Regions from separate parts of the Mus musculus genome. Here region 1 is linked to region 2. Evidence: chromatin contacts called from public HiChIP or PLAC-seq data. All regions are on one chromosome and are shown on one strand. Each heading gives the region's core, a stretch centred on a gene start, on an enhancer-like site or on the middle of the called end of the contact. The rest is flanking DNA. Distances are from core to core; before and after follow the strand shown. Region 1 overlaps Stag1 (stromal antigen 1). Region 2 overlaps Il20rb (interleukin 20 receptor beta).

Evidence for each region. HiChIP or PLAC-seq counts read pairs in DNA pulled down with a chosen protein or histone mark.
Region 1: a BATF HiChIP or PLAC-seq map of CD8 T cells shows a contact between it and region 2, with 6 read pairs. The contact joins two enhancer-like sites. A contact is called at or near these places in 2 of 115 datasets of contacts at active chromatin or transcription factors (CD8 T cells and bone marrow-derived macrophages) and 2 of 9 other capture datasets (adipose tissue and liver).

The regions. Positions count from the first base shown.
Region 1 is chr9:100,725,836-100,733,153 of GRCm38.p6, forward strand. The region is part of intron 3 of Stag1 (stromal antigen 1); the gene reads left to right. Among named protein-coding and RNA genes, the nearest start is that of Stag1, 86 kb to the left of the region's middle. Within about 2 kb of position 3,471, at least 9 of the 459 cell types and tissues checked have an H3K27ac peak or open chromatin away from gene starts, as enhancers often do. A contact at or near this core is called in CD8 T cells, where this site is marked.
Region 2 is chr9:100,455,899-100,463,328 of GRCm38.p6, forward strand. It overlaps Il20rb (interleukin 20 receptor beta), which reads right to left. Exons shown (of 7, transcript NM_001033543.3): 6 at 5,492-5,634; 7 at 1,821-3,343. The coding sequence ends at 3,227. Among named protein-coding and RNA genes, the nearest start is that of Gm28166, 9.7 kb to the left of the region's middle. Within about 2 kb of position 4,628, at least 67 of the 459 cell types and tissues checked have an H3K27ac peak or open chromatin away from gene starts, as enhancers often do. A contact at or near this core is called in CD8 T cells, where this site is marked.

The DNA of each region.
Region 1 (7,318 bases), core at 2,221-4,720, 270 kb after region 2:
TGAAGTCCAGAGGTTGATGTTGAATATCCTTTGTAGTTTCCTATTTTTTATTTTTTTCTCTTGGTCTTGTGAGACAGGATTTCTTTATGTATCCCTCCCTAGGAGTCCTGGAACTCATTTTGTAAACCAGGCTCAGAAATCTCCCTGCTTCTGCCTCTCAAGTGCTAAAATTGAAGTTGTGTGCTCCAGTGCATGGCTTCCACTTTTCTTGTATTTTGATGCAGGGTCTCTCACTGAGACATGAAGCTCAACAATTCAGCTACATTGGTTGGCCAGTGAGCATTATTGTTCTGTTATTACTTACCTTCCTCTCACAGGAGTTGAATGCCCTTGTGCCATTATACGTAACTTTTGTAGAGAGTGCTGTGCATCTAATGTCTCCTTACGTTTCCATGGCAGGTATCTTACCAATGAGGCTGTTTTTCCAGCTCCCCCTTTTATGTTTCTGAGACAGTCATGTGAAACCTAGGCCTTTTCTCCCTCTGCCTCTCAAGTACTGGAATAACAAGCATAAAACAACACACCTGTCTGCTTGTCTCCCCCCACCCCCCAAGCCATTCTTTCTTGGTATATGTGACTGTTGCTGGGGTTTGTATTCTAATTTCTCTTTTAGTTCTAATCTTGTATGTTGATTTGTATTTTCAATGTACTGTCACATTCCTGAGTTTTAATTGTATCATTTTTATTTCACCTCTATGGTTTTGACTAGGATTTGTTGTAGTATGTTGAACACAACCTATGAAAAGTTACCATATTTGTCTTACTCTATATTTAGAGAAAGCTTTCCAACTTTTTTCTGTTCAGTATGTGGGTTTTCTACTAAGTAAGTGGGTTTGTCTCATGTGGTTTTATTTATACTGAAGCACATTTCTTTTTTAAGTAATTTGTTGGGAATTAGTTTCAGGACATTTTGAATCATGTCAAATGATTTATATCTGTTAAAATGATCCTACTTTTTTGTTTGCCCTTAGTTCTTTTGTTGTCATGTGTTAAGTTTATTGAATACCTTATATATTGCTTGATTCTTGGAAGTAATTTTATTTTATTTTTTCTGTTTGGTTGGATTTGTCAAACCAAATGGTTTTTCTTTGTTGAAAGACCCCCCCCCCCCCTTCCCCAATCAGGGTTTCTCTGTGTTAGTCCTGGCCACCCTGGAACATGCTCTGTCAATCAGGCTGACCTTGAACTCAGATTCACCTGCTTTGCCTCCTGAGTGCTAGGATTAAAAGTGTGTACCACATGCATGCACTACATAATACATTTATTTACTTATTATTTTGCTGCCCTACTTTTTGGAACAGGTTCTCAATGTAGTCTAGGCTGGCCTTTACCTGTAATTGAGGATGATCTTGAATTCATAATCTTGCCGCTTTCATCTCCCAAGTACTACCTACAGTTATCGCTTGTGCCACCATTACATATCATATTACTTGTTGCTAGTTCATTGAAATTTTTTATTTCTCTGTGATTTGATCTTGGTACATTTTATGTTTCTAGGAATTTATCTGAGTTCTTGAAAGCAGACAGTACCAGTACTTTTTGTTAGGAGCAACATGTTAACAAATTACTTTTTTCCCCAATATTTCTTTTCATTTTTATTTTATGCATATTGATATTCTGCCGACTTGTATTCTGTGTGTGAGTGTGCTAGATTCTCTGGACCTGGAGTTACATACAGTTGTAAGCCACCATGTGGGTTCTAGGAATTGAACCTGGATCCTTTGGAAGATTAGCCAGTGGTCTTAACCACTGGGCTGCCTTTCCAGCCCCTGTTAACAGATTGTTAATTGTCATTTTCATAATCATAATGTGTATAATATGCTATTTTTCCTAAATTATTTTTTTCATTTTAATAATCTTAACTTGCAATTGTCCTACTTAATTTTTATTTTATGTCTGTGTTAATAATATAGCCATAGTCACAGTTATTATGGGTTCTGTTATAACACTTGCAATAAAATGAACCTTCCACTCAAGTGGAAACAGAAGTTTTTTTTTCTGATATCTTTAAAGATTATGTTTCCAGTACTATAGCTATGTCTGTACCTGGAGAAATCATTATATAGAATGCAAATAGTCACTTGAGTCATTGGTGATTATGTTTTTGATTAAGGAGGTATTTGATTCTATGTTGCTGACTACTGACTAATTAAGGTATCAGCTGCTAATTATGTGAGTGGTTTCAGTAATTTTCTTGACATTAACTATTTTATGGACGACTTCTCTGTATTTTTAATGCCCAGTTTATCATTACTTTCTTCTAAATTAAGAGTTTTTTGTTCATAGCTATGTGTTTGTGTGGATGCATATGTGAGTGTGTGTGCACGTGGCACATTGGAAATTAGAGGAAAATCTTAGGGAGTCAATTATCTTTTTCCACCTTCATGTGGGGGGTTCTGGGGATTATACCCAGGTTATCAATCTCGTTCTTGCTTGTGCCTTTACTGTTTTTAGCAACCCTACTGGGAGTTGATTCCATCTCTAGAAACGTCTTTCTTTGCTTACTTTTAAGAAGCAGGCCGTCATCCATTCATGTTGTACTGTGGAATTATAGTAAAGCAAAGTTTCAGACTTTGCCAGTGGTTTATACCACATATGCCTTATTTGTAATTTTAGTTCTCATTAGTTTTGCCTCATATGTGATATTTTTCCCATTGTAGTCTTTAGGCGCCCAAAGTCGTTATTTCAAACTGGCTTCACCTAATTTAAGACTTAGGCTAATCCTGATATTTTGATCTCCTAACATAAGTGACAAATGTCCCTTACAGTGTGAAGGTTTTCAGTTTATTTTGTCTAGATCTGTCAGCAGGATTACTGTCTGTGGTAGTTTTGCCTCATTATTTCTTTAATTGAAAGGTTGTAAAGCTAAAATAGTTCCTGAGTCATAGGTTGGTGAATGAATGTTACTTTAGCAGGCATGAAATTAATCTCGTTATATATGTCTCTGTCATAGCTCAAAGATGAACAGGTAGTTGTCAGCTAGCAGCAGTAATTTTGAAAGGAATGTTCACTGCCCGCTGATCTGAACTGTGGGTATGAAATACTCAGTAAATATGATAGTTTGTATATGCTTGGTCCAGGGAGTGGTACTATTAGGAGGTGCGGCCTTGTTGGATAGGTGTGTAGCTGTGGATGTGGGCTTAAGATCCTCATCCTAGCTGTCTGGAAATTAGTAGTTTTCTACTAGCAGCCTTCAGATAAAGATGTAGAACTCTCAGCTTCTCCTGCACCATGCCTGCATGGATGCTATCATGTCCCCGCCTTGATGATACTGGACTGAACCTGTAATCCAACCCCAGTTAAATGTTGTCTTTTATAAGACTTGCATTGGGCGGTGGGGGGAAGACTTGCATTGATCATTGTCTGTTCTCTGCACTAAGACAGTAAACCAGATTGTAAACAGACAAGCGTGTCATTCAGGCATTGCTCTGTTTGTACATCATAGAGTTGTTTTAGTATAATTTTGAGGGGCCTCATGATTCAGAATGGGAATTAAGCATCAACTTCCTCTCAAAGTTATGATTTGTATCAGCCTTTAACAAGACAGTCATTTTTCTCTTTAACTTTTGAATGCAGACATCCCCTCTAGCTTTGAAAGTTTTAGATGGCATCTTACTCCTATGTGAGGCTGTTTAATCAACAGTACAAAGCCATTATTTACTGACTGTAGGATGGTACAGTGGTTAAAGGAGTTGAAACACAGGTATGAGGACTGGGGCTTAGATTCTCAACATAATGTAACCAACTGTCAGGTGAGCTTGGTGGCCTGCTTGTAATTTCAGTTTCAGAAGTCAGAGATAGGGTATCCCTAGCCATAAGTTGGCAATAGCTATAACTGCATTGTCTGTGTTTGATTGAGAGAGACCTTTTTGAATAAAGTAGTGGTGGAATTTGGGATTTTAAGATTGGAAAAAAAAAGTGGCTGTTTTGTAGGGGCAGGTTTATTTCGAATAAACCTGAGTAAGCAGTCATATGGTCATATGAGAAGGTAAAGGAACAAACGTCTTTTACAGTTGGGTCTGTTACATTGGCAAGGGACCTGAGTCCCACTTCAGCTAGGTATTGTTACTAGTTAAATGAGAATGTGCAGGAATGGTATGAGTAGTATTGATTTTAGGGAATTAACTTTTGGGAATTGAAATTGTTAGCCACATTGAAGGGGATTTCTGCTTTACAGGAGTATAGTTGTTAAGAAGGACATGCTGACTGGAATTGGGTTGCCTCTGAGTCTGGGAGGAGAGTTATGTTCATGTTATTAGCATGATTCCTAAAATCTCAGGCCTCTATGCTTTCATACACTGATGGTCCTCTAAATGTGTAGGTCCCCCCCCCCCTACAAACATGAGTACATATCACACACACACACTCACACACACACACACACACACACCTGAAAAAAGGGAAAAATTTATTACTTAGTATAACCATCTTTCTTGATTATTTTACTTAGGTATTTTGAGATAACTTATTGAAGGTTTTCATTAGAACTCCTTTCACTATGTGCTTTTTTTTTGTTGTGGGATGACATCTTGTGTGTGTACTTGTGTTCTTGTATGGTATGGATGTAAATGAATGTGCAAGTGCATATGTGCTCACACATAAGTGGAGGTTTGAGGTCCAGTATAGTTCCTTGGGTCCTAACCCTGCTGATTAAGTTAAGCTGTGTGACTGGCCAGCAAACCCTGGTAATCTTCCTGTCCCCACATCCCACTTATGTGAAATGCTCATACTGCCTCCTTGCCTTTTAATATTTATTTACTTAATGTTATAACAAATTCTAGGGCTCAAACTCAGCTCTTCATGTTTACCTCGTAAGCCTGTGATTGTCACCTTGCCTTAAACCTCCTTAACCCTTCCTTATTAGATTCAAATTGTTTACTGCTCCTTACTCCTTTTGCATTTGAAGAGAGTTGGGCTCCTTATTAGGGATTAGGTTTTGTCTCAATGGACTTTTGCAGCTGCTTTAGTTAGTTCAGCGCTGTAACTCTCTCCATACCATCATTAATGCCAGTTTGCTTTTTTACTTGATTGTTTGCTTCAGCAGTACTTTTTAACTTCCTCAAGAATGTATTCTTTCCATCCAAACTTGATTAAACTCTTTGGCGCAAGAGGTCTACCCTTTTGCCTTTCTAGGTTTTGACATATCTTTTACTGTACACAATCATTTAGAACTTTTAATTTGGTGAGATGATCTGATGCCTTTAATCTATGCACTCAAAGTGGCAGATCTCAGAGTTTAAGTCCAGTCTGGTTTATATAGTGAGTTCCAGACCAGCCACAGCTGCACAGTGAAACTTTGCGTTAAAAGAAAAAAATAGAAAAGAAAAGGGAAAAGGAAAAGGAAAAGAAAAAAGGAATTCACAACCCTGTGCCATTTACAAAGATGGGGTAAAAAAAAACCACCCCTCTTTTGATTTTAAATAAGTGACTTATGCCTCTTAAGTTCGTGTAGGGTTGTTAACTACCTTAATTTCAGTATTACTGCATCTCAGGAAATTAGTACTTTTTAAAGAGAAGACAAAAGGTGATGTCAGGGTACAGATGGTATGTTTCAACTTTGTCATCTTGTAGGCTTCTAGTTCTAATAACAGTATCAACAGCAAAGGTCACTACAATCAACATAATAGTGATGAAAGTTAAAATGGTTTGAAATAACTAATTTTCATAATGTATTTAAGACACACAGTATATGGTTTTGGAAAATGATACCAATATGCTTTCTCAAGTCATGGTTGCCACATTCTTGTGTGAAATCCAAAATGCAATAAAATAGTATAATCTCTAAACAGACACAAGATTCGGTATAATGATTATAACTTGGTGATTTGACTGATACACAATCATATCTGATTATAGTCCCCACTTTCTTGATTCATATGCAGTCTTAGGACTTAGGCTGACATTCCTCAGATGAATGTACTGTCGGGTTTTTTGTTAACTTGACACAAACTAAAGGCATCAGAGAGGAAGGAACCTCAGTTGAGAAAATGTATTCATAGGGTCCAGATGTAAGTTTTCTCAGTCATCAGTTGGTAAGGGCTCAGCCCATTGTAGGTGGTAGGTAGCCTTGGGTTTTATAAGAAAGCAGGCTGAACAAGGCTAACAAGCCAGTAAGCAGCACCCCTCCATGGCCTCTGTGTCAGCTCCTGACTCCAGGTTGCTGCCCTGTGTGAGTTCCTGTTCTTACTTCCTTCTGTGATGAACAGTGGTGTGGAAGCCAAATAAATGATTTCCTCCCTAACTTGCCTTTTGTTTATATTGTTTTGTCATAGCAATTGAAACCCTAATTAAGATAATGTCTCAGGAAAGTAGACCCCAGCTATTCCCCAGGAAGACTACAGATTCATTTTCAGATGTCTGAGCGATTCTTATTTACATGTATCTAATGAACCAGAGTGTCTAACTAGGGTTTTACTGCTGTGAACAGACACCATTAGCAAGGTAACTTCTTGTGTGTGTGTGTGTGTGTGTGTGTGTGTGTGTTTAAATTTTAGTGTGTATATTTTTAACATGTTCAAAAGGTTGTTTTTTTTAAACCATTTTTTAAAATCTCTTAATTTTTATAGTTTCTTCTTCCATTTCTTCTCAAACTTCTTCATCTGTCCATGAGGCATACATATCCATCTTTAAGAAATCCAACATCATGTTCTAGTTCTTTGATTTTTCTCTATATGAATTTACATGGTTTTGCTATGGGAAATAGGTTAGTTACATTTAGTTATATTTCAATGTGAACCAAATAATTTTTTATTATTATTCTTTAATCTGTTTTTATAGTTCAGTCCTTATCCCCCTCCTAGCTTGCCCTCTGACTGTTCCTCATCCCATACCTCCTCCCCAAGAGAATGTTCCCAGCCCACTGGACCTCCCCACTCCATGGGGCCTCAAATCTCTTGAGGTTAAGTGGGTCTTCTCTCACTGAGGCCAGACCAGGCAGTCCTCTGCTGTTATGTGTCAGGGCCTCATGTCAACTGTTGTATGCTGCTTGGTTGGTGGCTCAGTGTCTTGAGAAATCTCATGGGTCCAGGTTAGTTGAGACTTCCTATGGGGTTGCCCTCCTCCTCAGCTTCTCCCAGCTTTTTCCTAATTCAACCACAGGAGTACCTGGCTTCTGTCCATTTGTTGGGTGTAAATATTTGCATCTGACTCTTTCAACTGCTTGTTGGGCCTCTTGGAGGCAGCCATGCTAGGCTTCTGTGTATAAGTACACCATAGAATCAGTAATAGTGCCAGGCCTTGGAGCCTCCCTTTGAGCTGGATCCCAATTTGGGCCTGTCAATGAACCTCCTTTCCCTCAGGCTCCTCTCCATCTCTATCC
Region 2 (7,430 bases), core at 3,378-5,877:
TCTTGGTTATCCCTATGGGCTGATGATTTCAGGTAGATTTTTATTGACGGATAGCCTTTCTCCTCGGCGTGCTCAACTCTGCCCCACCTGTGGCCAGGAGAGACTCCTTTTAGACTGGTTATGTAAAGTTTTGACTGACCCAATTGTTCAAAACTTGGTTTTCTGATGGAGCAAGGAGTAAATGTTCTAGAATTCCCACAAGCCTTTCCCTTCCAGACCAGACACAGAATTAGCTATTGTTCTACGAAAACCTTGACTTCTTGGAGGATAAACAACGTTGAGAACCAAAATGACGTCATCGGTGTGCATTGTGGAGGGGTTTGATTCTACCCTGCCACTTCAACAGGAAAAAGCAAAAGCACTTTTTTTTTTTAACACCAAACTATGGGTTTCAAATGGTGTGACTTCCAACTTCAGGTGGCACAAAAGACTTGTGCATTTTATGCAGGCGTGACTCCACATTATCCATTGTTTAATTTTGTCTTAGGGTTTCTATTACTGGGAAGAAGAAAAAAAAAAAAACCACCATGACCAAAAGTAACTTGGGAAAGAAAGGGTTTATTTTGCTTACACTTCCAATCCATCAGAGAGGGAAGTCAGAGTGGGAACTCCAGCAGGGAAGGAACCCATAGACAGTTGCTGACACAGAGGCCATTGGCCTTGCTCAGCCTGTCTATCTTATGGATCCCAGAAAGACCAGTCCAGGGACTGCATTGTCCATAGTGAGTTGGGCCCTTCCCCATCATTCACTACTTAAGAAAATGTCCTGCAGGCTTGCCTACAACCCAGTCTTGTGGAGGCATTTTCTTAACTGAAGTTCCCTCCTCCCAGGTGACTCTGGTTTGTCTTAAGTTGACTCCTCTCAGATGACTCTAGCCTATCTTAAGTTGACATTAACCCTGGCCATCAAAGATCTGGTTCTAACAACACACTGTTCCTATGCAAACTTTGACGTCCACAATTGACCCTCCGCAGTTTTGATGCCCAAAGTCAGGTTCTTTCAGAATAAAGAGTATTCATTTGCTTCATCTGATAGCTTAGGAAAATAACTTTTTAAAGAACTATCAATAGAAACAGTACAAACACTGAATAAATTTTGTTTTAGACAGCATACCCCTGAGGATTTGTTGCCAAGTTACTGTGACTCAAATCACACATAATCTCTCACACCAGGGGCTACATGGGGACAGAAGTGTGGGTTCCGGTGTTGGTGTTCATTTTCATCTTTAGAGGGCTGTGACCTGCCCTGGGCCAATTTTATTCTCTATCTTTTCACTTTTTCTTAAGGCTTATTATAAACTCTCGGTATACTAATAATTCGCTTACTAGTAATATCGTATTGTTTAATCATCTCCCTATTGTTCATTGAAATCCAAGCTCCATGAAGCGGGACTTTGTTTTGGGATGATGCTAAGTGTTCTGTGAAGGCACAAGTAGAGAATCTGGGTCTGTGGGAAGCAAGGGCCACATCAATTAACATAATCAAGACAATCCCCCACAGACCTGAGCTCAGGCCAACCCGATCTAGACAGTCCCTCACTCAGAATCTTCCTGCCTGATTCTAGATAGCATCAAGCTGACAATTAGAACTGTTACACAGACAGAGAGAGGAAAGAGGGTTCTAAGAGAGTAAACCAGCTCTGAGGAGGTAGCTATCCCCCCATCAGGAGCAGGCTCTGTTTCTGATGTTCGGGTGGGGTCCAATATCCACATGTTGGGAACCTTAAGAGACAACAGAATAATTGAGAGAGGTCTTTATGTAGCTACAGAGGCCAGCAAAACCAGGGAGCATCCCATGAGAAACTGTAACAGAGGAAGGCTCGGGGTAATTCTTTATTCTGAGCTTAGGTAACAGAGGAATGAAGTCCCTGGGGTGAGGGAGCAGAGAAGAGAGGGGAGAAAAGATGAAGGTTAATGTAAGTATGCAATTTTTAATTCTGTAAACAGCACATTTCCAGACCAGTTGAAATATAACATTTAACACACGCTTCACAAAAGAGTCAAGGCAGAAATATACAGAACAGGACAAAGGCAGGGAGCCTCAGCCCACACCCCTACATATCTGCCCACACCCCTACATATCTCTCCTGGAGTCCCCAAAGTAGAGATGAGGCCGTTGGCATCTGTGCTGAAGACGGACTGGAAGCACCTGGTTGAAACCGTTACACTGTCTCTACCCTTGTCTGGCTGGTGAAGCCCAGGAAGTTGGGGCAGAGACAAGCCAGCTCCAGGTTCCAGAGGGGGAGGTGGTGGTGAGCCTGACTCTGCAGAGAGAGATGAAGCCACCTCCTTTCATCCTCCTCTGACTGAAGCTGTCCTCCACCCCTCCCTCGCTGCCTGGAGGTAGTGATGGTTATGCCTCTAGTCAGGGGTTCCTGATGAGTACCTGAGAGCGACTGAGAAACCCTGAGTGAATTGTCCTTAGGAAGAGAGCTGGTGTGATTTACTGTGGACAAGGTCCTAGGATCTGATGACATTTCATGAACCCACAGCAGCATCCGCGCATGTCCCATCATGGACGGGCTACGGCCTCTCTCGATGTCACCCTCAGCAGAGCGTGCTGACAGGATTTGGCTTGAAGTGAAACAGCCCTCCCATTCTTCCGTCCCTCCTCGGGTTTCCTCTTGTAAAGAGGGAAGTCCAAACCAACAGTGGTCTGAGTTTGATTTGACAAAAGGAGGTTTATTACTCTTGGTTGTTCGGTTGTTTACTTCAGATGGGGTTTCACCGTGTCGTCTAGGCTGTGATTTTCTCTCCCGCTCCTCCAAAGTGCTGAGATTTTGCACCCGGCTGAGTACTCTGATCATTCTTAGCACACGCGTATGCCCCACAGTCCGCATGATCTGAACTCACCGTTGTGCACAGTGCCACCAGTCTCCTTGCCAACCTGCAAGTGCGAGTTTGTATACACACAGAGATGAGGGGAGAAACCATTTAATCCCCACTACAGGTGACAAAGCGGGGGTCCGAGGTATGAAGCCATTTTCTCCACTGTTTTTCAGTGAGCGTATGGTAACTGTGTGTCTGGGGATCACCTCTCTAGACTATTTCTGTCACTCTTGGATGGTCACGCCACTCTGCCTCTGACGGTCACTGCTAGACGTGCACACAGTAGGCTCCTGTTACTTCTCTTTGTCTTTTGTCCACAGAGGAAAACAGAAACACAACCCACCCCATCCAGGGTTCTGGGTCCTGCAGACCAGGCTGTTAATCCATCAGGTCCTTCTCAAGTCTGTGAGATCCAGACCCCAAAGAGATGCTCCGAGGACAGCACAGCCACAGCACAGGCGTCCACCTCCTCCTTCCTGCAGCTGATCAGCTTCTGAGACGAACTGGTTATTTTCTAAAAAATCATTTTCATAAAAATTATTCATTAGACATTGCTTGAGTGGTGGTAGCAACAAAGACTATTGTATAAATCCCTACTATTTAACTTCCTTTTCAAGCACATGTGTGCACTTTCATGAATGTGTGCATATGTGTATATGCATGTGTGCACGTGTGTGTGTCATGTGTATGTGCATGTATGTGTTCATGTGTGCATGTGTGCTTGTGTGTGTTTCTGTGTTTTCACATGTGTAGGTGGATACATGTGCTCTTATGTTCAGGCCCTAGATGGCATTCTAAGTTTTCCTTGATCCCTTGTTCAGCATTTATATAGGTTCTGGGGACCCTAACTCTGATCTTCACATTAGGGGCCTGTCTACAAAAGGCACTTTAAACTTGAACACAGAAGTTTATAAAGGATATACCATATAAGCAACAAACAAAAAGAATTGAATATTATCAAAAATAAAAAGAAACCCATCATAATGCTGAAAGGTTTAGTTAAGAAGATCCAGCAATCAGAAATGTGTACACACTCAAATGCATGAAAATTTTCTGAGTGTGGTGGCACACGCCGTTAATCTCAGCACTTGGGAGGCAGAGGCAGGCAGATTTCTGAGTTCGAGGCCAGCCTGGTCTACAAAGTGAGTTCCAGGACAACCAGAGCTACATAGTGAGACCCTATCTCGAAAAATAAAAAAGCAAAAGTGCATGGAAAGTTGACGAACAGGAAGAAACCGAGGTAGCTACACTCATAGATAGATTCGTTATCGTGTTCTCGCAATCAAGTAGCAGACAGAAGTCGGGGCAAACTCAGTGATCTGAATCAACCCATGAGCGTCCTCACAAGAGCCCTGGTGCTCGGCTCTGCTACTGCTACTGCCTGCTAACACTGTTATGACTACTTGGAAATGACCGAGACAGGAGAGCTGGGTGGAGGGCAACCTGAAGACCTGGTTAAAGGGGGAGTTATTCCTCTTGTCAGGTCTCTTGTAGAGACCTAAAAGCAAGCCACACAAGAGCAGCTTCATAGAAACTGCAGGCTGTTAAGGAGCCCCGACAGTGTGTGGACGACAGCCACAGCTGGTTCTGATGCACTGGAGCAACTGACTGCCCACAAGACAGCACTGTGACACCTTTCAGGTGACAGGGATGGGTGTGTGGGTGTGTGGGTGTGTGTGTGTGTGTGCGCGCGCACGCAGTGCTTCCTGTTTGTTCTTTCTTTCTTTGATTATACTGCTTGGTGTGGTTGAGATCTAGGAGGCCTCTGAAGAGCCACCGGTGGAACATGTGTGAGCGGCTGAGGCCAGCCTTTACTCTTCCCCGGCCAGGGTGCAGGCACACAGGGCCTGCCTACACCTACCCAGAGGCTCAGAGACATGCTCCATGAGCATCCTGGGCTTGTGGGTCCCTGGAAGGACAGCTCTTTGAGCAGTCACTGTGAAGGTCCAGACTGTCGCCCTGGCCTGCTCCATGCCTGTCCAAGGCAAAGCACAGTTCATGCCACACGATCTTCAAACCTGAGAATCGTGAGACTCTTTGCATGCGTGACTCTTGAAACCGTAGGCACCCTGGGCTGAACAACACAGCCAGCCACCCTTTTGGTATTGCTAGATCTGGAGGGCGGGGGAACAGCAAAATGGCCTGCCAGAGCCTCGGGATGCTTACTATACTCTGGAAAAGGGAGAACTCACCCAGACCTTCTGATCAGGAGCTATTGCGACCTGAGCGTTTCCTCAAAAACCACATGTTGGAAACAAAAGCCCAGCGCAATGGGGCTGGGGTAGGAACTGTGGGAGGTAATGTAAAGGCTCAACTACATAAATGTAAACTATAAGGCCTTAAGGCTACCAGTGTGAAATTTTGTTCTATCACATTTAGCCATGTTGTAAGAGCAAGAAGACCTTTACCCATAAGCCCCTTCTGTCTTCATTCCACCATCACCATCCCCAGCCTCCAGAAGCCACTGAACTTCTATTCTCTATAGATGACCTAGTCTGTGGTATTTTATTACAGCATCACAGACTAAGACAAGTGAAGTCCCAATGATGCTTGCTCCAGTCTCTGCATATCTTCATAAACCATGAAAAACATGTCTATGCCCCACTAAGGCCCATGATGCATCTGGCCAGCATCACACTGACAGGTACAGGAATGTTCTTACCAAGGTGTCTGGGAGGACAACGGCGGGGCAGCAAGAATACCGGAGCAGCTGGCCCATCTTCCAGACGGAGAGTAGTACAACCACGAGAATCAGCATGAAGCCAACAAACGCAAACAGAGCTAGTGCCAGCGGAAGAGACTCTCCTATGGACAAATCATAAGAGAAGGCTTGGGAACTGCAGGGAAGGGGAGCCCCAGTCCCGCACCCACCTCCGAGAGTTTCTTAGAGCTGCACTCAGGTCAAGCTGGCAGGTGACACACCCTGCGACTTGGTGTGTCCTCCAATGGCTACAACTACCACCATTCTTCTAGAAGTTCAATTCGAGTGCTGTTTTTCAGAGAGACGATTACCATCTCTGTCTCGGGAAGGGGACGGGGAATGTAAGGCTTTGTTCATGGGAGCATGTGCCTGGCACTGCTACCAGAGGAAGGCAGGCTGCCAGGTCCCAGGCAGGATGAAGAGGAGGTGCTGGAGCAGAACAGCCCAGAACAGGGCTCGGTGGAAGCCAAAAACAAAGTGTTTCACAATTTGCTCTTGGCATTGACTCCGATGATGGAGGAAAATATTAAGTCCCCTAGACAGTCACATAATAACTGACAGATCAAGGGCCTATTACGTGTGCTAGGTCGACTTCCACTCCCTCAGGACTCTGCTAAGGTTCAGGCCTCTGTTCCACACGGTGAGGGCCTCTTTCATGGAAGAGGATGTTATTTATGCTCAAGATGGACTAATGGCCTAGGACAGGATACACAGGAAGGTCTAGCTCCGAAGCCTGTGATGAGTTTGCTAACAAATACAGCAAAAAGCACCAGGTCTGAGCATCTGGAGATGCAGAAGAGAAGAAGAGCTGGTTTCCCACCTCTCTGTTCTATCTAACCTCAAACAACCTGTTTATCACCTCCTGCCTGGGCCTTTCACCCACAATGTGACTCAGCTCATGAAGCTGTGGCGTGTAGGGTGGGGCTTATGTATTGTTTCAATTTTGGAAAATACTTTGGCAGTAGACATCAAAAACCGTACAATGTTCATACGCTTCCAATGCCCTCCTGTGATGTCCATTCCCAGAAAGTTATTCCAAGGAAGGAAATAGGTATGTACATCAGTCAGTGCACAGGAATGTCCAGACAAGAGCCGCAGCCAGTCTCCTTCCTGCCAGGTTGTGTCCTGCCATTCATGCATCCCTGTGTGCTGTGCCTCTCCACACACACACACACACACACACACACACACACACACACACACACATACACACACACACACACCTCACATGTTATTAATTTGCTGTTTGCTTCCATAACTGGAAGGCAGGGACTCCCTTCTCTGCCCCAGTGGACAGGCCAAGATTTGACATGTACTCAGTGCTCTGCAAATATCAAAATAAAAGGAAGGACTTCATCTTCCAGAGCCAATGGGAATGATTTAAATGCCAAACAAAACAGGCTGATGGAAGATATTACAGAACATTGGCATGGTAGGTTAGCAATTCGGCTCTTAAAAGAAGAAACAGGATAGACAGATTACAATTTGACTGATAATGGAAAATATTTGGAGAGTAAATGGTATCGCTAACAATAAAGATATACTTGCACATATTGGCATACCGTGTGTCTTTAGAAAGGAAGGTAAGCCAAGCATGGTGGCATAAACCTTTAATCCCAGCATTTGGAGAAAGAAACAGATGTATCTCTTGAGTTCTAGGCCAGCCTGATTTACATAGTGAGTTTCGGGACATCCAGAGTATATAGTAAGACCCTGTATCAAAGAAGAAAAAGAAGAAAGAAGAGAAAAAGGAGGAGGAGGAGGAGAGAGAGAGAGAGAGACAGAGAGACAGAGAGAGAGAGAGAGAGAGAGACAGAGAGAGAGAGAAGAAGGGGAAGAAGAAGAAGAAGAAGAAGAAGAAGAAGAAGAAGAAGAAGAAGAAGAAGAAGAAGAAGAAGAA